Linked DNA regions of Drosophila melanogaster: region 2 is linked to region 1. The links are chromatin contacts, called in public Hi-C maps. All regions are on one chromosome and are shown on one strand. Each heading gives the region's core, a stretch centred on a gene start, on an enhancer-like site or on the middle of the called end of the contact. The rest is flanking DNA. Distances are from core to core; before and after follow the strand shown. Region 1 holds the start of CG12730. Region 2 holds the start of CG3097.

Region 1 (2,700 bases), core at 138-2,637:
CACGTTATCCCGTCGCCAAAGCAAACAAAATCTTGCTGATGCAGCAGCTGGCAATTACAGCGAATGCTTTTCTAATTAGATGCACCCACATTTTCCAATTCCCCCCGGCCCCGCCCCCCTCTCTCTCCGCTGCTCTACAACATGGGTGGAAAAGCGATGGAAATTGCCTGAGTGCGTAAGCGAAAAACCAGCCATGTGCATGAATCGTAGGCGAGATATATCACTAAACAATGCACTCTCAGCAACGTGCCACTGAGTATAAGTTGGATATTTAGTTAAAAACTATTTAGATGCTTTTGCTGTTATTCAGTGGTTTAAAGCGCACATTTATAAAGTCCTCTGTGCACTTATCGAATTCAAAGTCCTAAAGAAATCAAAGAAATGTCCATAGGTAATCATAGCTTTTTGCCATTGAGACTCGCACGCCCTCAAGTGTAAATCCGCTCTCCAGTCAATTTTCTTCGCTTTTCCGCCGCACATTTTCCCCGCTTGTCCAGACGATTCGATGCTTATCGATGAGCGCAAATCTCGTGCCTCCCATATTTATGTATATATATATGTTTATACATATATATGCATGAGCTTTTAGAAATCATGTAGACATTAGTTGCCCTGCAGTCGTCTGACTGTTTGTTACCCTCGAAATGGAAACTGCACTTTATCGCTTAAATTGCTCAAGTGCAGTTCATTTATGATTTTCGTGCTCATTTCCGCTTGTTGTGGCCGATTTCCGTCGCATAGATATCTCACTCAGCATTTTCCGCTCTGCATTAGAATATGTGAATCTGTGAAACTGTGAATGTCTCTGAATCTCAGTCAGTCGAGGCGATTGTGCAAGTGACCTTGGCCAGGAGGCGGGGGCCACCCATGCGGCCATTTCGTAAACGAGCCACCTCTCATGAATATGAGTCAATTAATATAACTCAATTTGATGTCGGGCCAGAGTGTTTCGACTGCTACCCTATACAAGTATCTATGCATTTTCAAGAACTTTAACAATTGAATGTGGAAAATAGTACATGAGTAGCGAGAAATCAAAATTAAATGAATGAAAAAATTGTATCTGTAATATCTTTGTAGCTTTGTATCATAAAATTTTTTTCTTTTGTATGGAGTAGTGTGTTCAAAGTTCGTCAAACTTATCTGGCCACCAAATGGTTTGTGTATATTCACGTATTCCGTATGATATGTGCTGGGCAGCTTGTGTTTTGCAATGTGAATCACGACGAAATTGCATTTGATTTTGGGAGGCTCGCATTTGCATTCGCATTCGGATTTGTGCAGCGATTTATCCGTTAAGTAACTAAATCAATTAGCCTGCTGTGCCGATTAAAATAACGAGAAGCGTTTCGGTCATAGCCGATAACAAATACGATTCGAATGGCACAATCTAATGATGCTGGGCATTAAGATACAGATGGAAATTCGAATGCACAGTGGTCCAAAAAGGGCCCAACCTCAAACTGCATGTCACAAGCAATGCCAGTCATAAAAGCTCGGCACTTCACACGACTAAAAAAGCTTTGCTCACCCAGTAACCGGTCACCTTGCCTTATGAATATACATATATTTAATATATCCCTGGAGGTCAGTGAGTCACACCGTGTTAGATTCACCCCTTGACATCCCCCGAACGAAAATTAGTATAATGTAACGAAGAAGCATTCACAATGAACAGACCCCCAAAACTACAGTTAGTAAGACAAGTTAATATGGTTTATTCATTTATTGGAAATTACAGCTTTCTTAAACTAATAATCCTATTTTTTATAAATACCCAGCTAAAGCTAATCTCCTTAATATTTATAGTTTCATTAGATACCATTTGAGTAGATAACACAATTTGTACACAATATGTACTACATTTCCTGATCGTTTCGTCCCACTGTGCCATGTGTTGCTCGCTCTCTGTCTCTCTCTCTCTCTCTCTCTCTCTCTCTCTCTTTCGCCCGCTGCTTCTCTCGCTCTCGCAATTGTAGTTTTATTCGCCGAGTGTAACGATGGGAGAATTCTGAGTATTTGTGTTGTTTGTATTACTTCAGTGGCATTCTGTGCGTGCTGGCGAGCGCAATATGAATTAGTCAGCGGCGCTTCGCTACATTTGCTACATTGGCTTTAATCGCTCGTTTCTGAGGCATCTATTCGGCTGGACAATCTGGATTAACTGCATCCAAAACGTATATATCTTGTATTGGCCGCGATGTCGTTGACGGGAACCCAGGACTACGATCGCAAATACCTGCTCAGCATGCCGGGCCTGTGCAAGCTGGCCTGTTTGGTAATTAGCCTTACACATATGTGCCATTGTGTATCGCCCTTAATGTGTGCGCTTGTATGTGTGCGTCTTTCAGCTGTGCAGCTTTGTTGGAATATTGTGCATCATCTGCGGACCGGTGCGCGTGAGCAATTTCCGCGGCAGTTTCTACCTGGCCGTAGTCACCATCGGATTCGTGGCCACCGGCTGCCTGCTCCTGGCCAGGTATCTCCGGTTGTGGCAGCGCCAGTTCTGCCGATGCGATCCCACGCTCTGGTCCCTGGCGGTGCACTCCTCATTGGCCCTGGCCTACTTCACGGCCTCCGGACTCGTACTCTCCCTGGATATTGGAGCCTATACGGCGGCGGCGGTAAGTGGCGTTCTCGCAGTTAGGATAAGTTCGGAAACCAAAAGTATTACGGCTCATTGTTTCGGCTAATGATTAA
Region 2 (2,891 bases), core at 143-2,642, 250 kb after region 1:
TTTTAACCGACAAATCGTATGTAAAGCCCCAAAAACTTCCTAAAATCGTATCTCTGTTAATATAAACTTCGTTAAGTCTGAACTTTAAGATACAACTTCCCTTACTACATTCAAACATTAAGAAATATCCTCTTCCGATCGAAAATTCTGAACTATAAAAAATGAATTAGATTCTCACTAATTGCCTCTTAATTCGTTAACAAAGGGGCGTATAAAAAAGAATATTTCGCGTGAAATTCTCAGATTTTAAGACTTTCGACGAATGCGAAATACGTCAAAATTTCAACTTGTTCCGCTAAGTGGCCAAATAATTAAAAATCAAAACCAGTTTTAAAATGAAGCGGGTGCATTTTGCACTTCCTCGTTCGTTACAACAACTTTTTTGTTTTTTTTTTTTTACATAATCTGGCTTTTCATTTGTAAATTAAGCCTTTCTTTAGTAATTGCTGAAGTCTTCAAAATACTTGCAATGCTAATTTCCCTTTAATATGGCATATATTCACTGAAAACACCAAAACTCTTTGCAAAGGAATTTATTTTGCTGGATTCTTCTGAAATCTTGCCAGTTTTCCCCTCTTACAACCCAACTATCATTTACCGGGTATTTCTCGTTATGCAGTCTTTTAGTAAAATCTCGCCTGGCATTCTTCAACAATCTTCACCCTCATTCATTTACAATTCTCCCTTAATTTTACACAGTCATTCCTTTTCTTGGCTGCTGTCTTTTTACGTGTCTTTTTTACAATCTTCATCCCCGATGTTTTGCAATTCTTTTTTGTGTTTGTAAGCTCTACCCCTTTTCTTCGGCAGTCCTCCCTCTTTCACATCAACCCCCAGTTCGTCTGAAGCTTTTGCACTTCACTTTCTTTTGAATTCTTCTCCCCTTTCTTCACTCAGTTTCTTCTGCGTTCTTGCCTTAATTTTTTCACTTTTGACAAATTAGTTTAGTTTATAGTATGTTTGCTGCATTCTTTTACTTTTTTTTTTAGTTTGTTGTTGCCTATTCTACTTACTGTTTTTTGTTGATTGCGAGGCTGCGCCTGTTCTTCTTCTTCTTCCTGTTGCCGGCTCTTCGGAAGAGAGTGCACTTTGCAAATATATATATGTGTGTGTGTGTTTTTTTTGTGTGCGTGTGTGGGAGAGTGTGTCGCTGGGCAAGCTGCAAACTTCGACTAAATGCTGATTGTATGTGCTTCAATTTTATATTGCCGCTCTGTCGGCGCAAGGGATCCGTTATTCAAAAAAAAAATTATTTAAAATTAAAAAAAAATAAAAAAAAACACAACAAACGAAACCGAGAATTACAAAACAACAACAAAAACAAAGCCCAGAGTGTTGTAAATGTTTGCGCTGACCGACGACCGATCTTTTAAGCGATCGTCGCGTAAATGGAAATTGGAAATGGAAACGACAGCGACGCCGGCAGCAAGGCGGCTGCGCAGCGGCAGAGGCGGCGGCAGAGAGAGCAGAGGAAGAGTGCGAGAGGGAGAGGAAGAGGGAGAGGGAGAGGAGCTCCCCAATGCACCACGCACTCGCACTATCTCTCTCTTGGGCATCTGCATCCCACGAAAATGAGGGAGGGGAGGGGGCGCGAGAGGCAGAGAGAATGCATGGCCCACGCCCACGCCAGCAGCTGTCTCCCTTCCACCCGCGACGACATTGACACTTTGACTCAGTCACACACATTGAGTTGCACTCGAATGCATTTAACGGATTCGCACCGGGGACTGTCCACTTGCTAATACACCAATGTATGTCAACTGAAACATTCAAAGGGACCATAATTCATACATTAGTCACGGGCTTAGTTTGGAATCAGGAATTTCCTAGAAAATAATGGTCAATGGTTGCAATTATCTGGAAAATCCTGCGATAACACTTCCGGTGTTTAAGAATATTCTCTTTTGAGTCACCGGCGAACACAGGTGCACAAGTTCTTTTTTGCCGTTACCAGGGATTTCCAAAGATGATAAATATCCCACTTCCTACTGCTGAGTTCTTTTTAGTCGGATTTAATGCTTACACCATCCGGTATTGAGGTTTAGAAAAATGTTTATTCAAAAGTGCCCAGTTTTAGTACAATATTTATTGACTTGATCACACTTATCGAGGCATTAATTTTTACAAGTGTCTTAAATGTTTTGATTGATTGCAAATGGCTTTCAGTGGAAATACCCCGATCATAAAAAGGTAGCGAAGGTGCAAAGTTGTCAATACCGACATTTCAGGCAATCTCATCTTCAATCATTATCATAACCAATAATGATGATTGCTCATTATGAAACATCGATCGCATGCAACGGAAATGACAATATAATATTAAATTCACATCAAACTGGCAAGTTCAAGATATACTCACATACATATATACATATATTGTATATATTTCCATCTCTTTCGACCGCAGCTGATTTTTGTAAATTGCATTTTCAATTGTATCACTAACTGAAAATCACAGCGTGTGTGTGTGTGTTTGTTTAATGGATTGTGTGACGGCGCGATTTTGACCCACTTGGCGAGTTTTACTTTCTTTTGCCTTTGATCACCTGCCCCGCCCCTCGCCGCCCACAATTGATTTTTTTTCGCCGCCAGGCATTATTTATTTTTGATTTGTTTCTGGCTTTTTTCCGGTGTTTCGTTTTTTTTTTTTATTTCACCTTTTTGTGGTGCCCAGATTTTCACTTTTAACCCTTTTTTCGAGAGTGCGACCACAATGGTTTGTTTTTTTTTTCAGGGCACCTTTCTTGTTTGCTGTCGGTTGATTGTACAGTAAATGCTGGATACACGAAAAGAAATTTGTATATTCTCAAGATAAGATACAATCTAATATCCTATTCTTTATGTGTGGAAACCGCCGATTTCCGTTTTCTAGTGGCAGTCTTTTGTTTATC

What was found. A called contact is a pair of places that touch in the nucleus more often than the background predicts.
Region 2: a Hi-C map of the Kc167 cell line shows a contact between it and region 1, with 2.0 times the contacts expected there. The contact joins the promoter of CG3097 here to the promoter of CG12730 in region 1. A contact is called at or near these places in 4 of 107 Hi-C or Micro-C datasets (the Kc167 cell line, eye imaginal disc, larval brain and 1 more).

Annotation. Positions count from the first base shown.
Region 1 is chrX:5,515,221-5,517,920 of dm6, forward strand. It overlaps CG12730, which reads left to right and starts at 1,388. Exons shown (of 3, transcript NM_001297967.1): 1 at 1,388-2,278; 2 at 2,352-2,624. The coding sequence starts at 2,201. It also overlaps asRNA:CR45518.
Region 2 is chrX:5,769,388-5,772,278 of dm6, forward strand. It overlaps CG3097, which reads right to left and starts at 1,393. Exons shown (of 4, transcript NM_132031.3): 1 at 1,014-1,393. All of the region lies in intron 1 of CG42699, which reads left to right.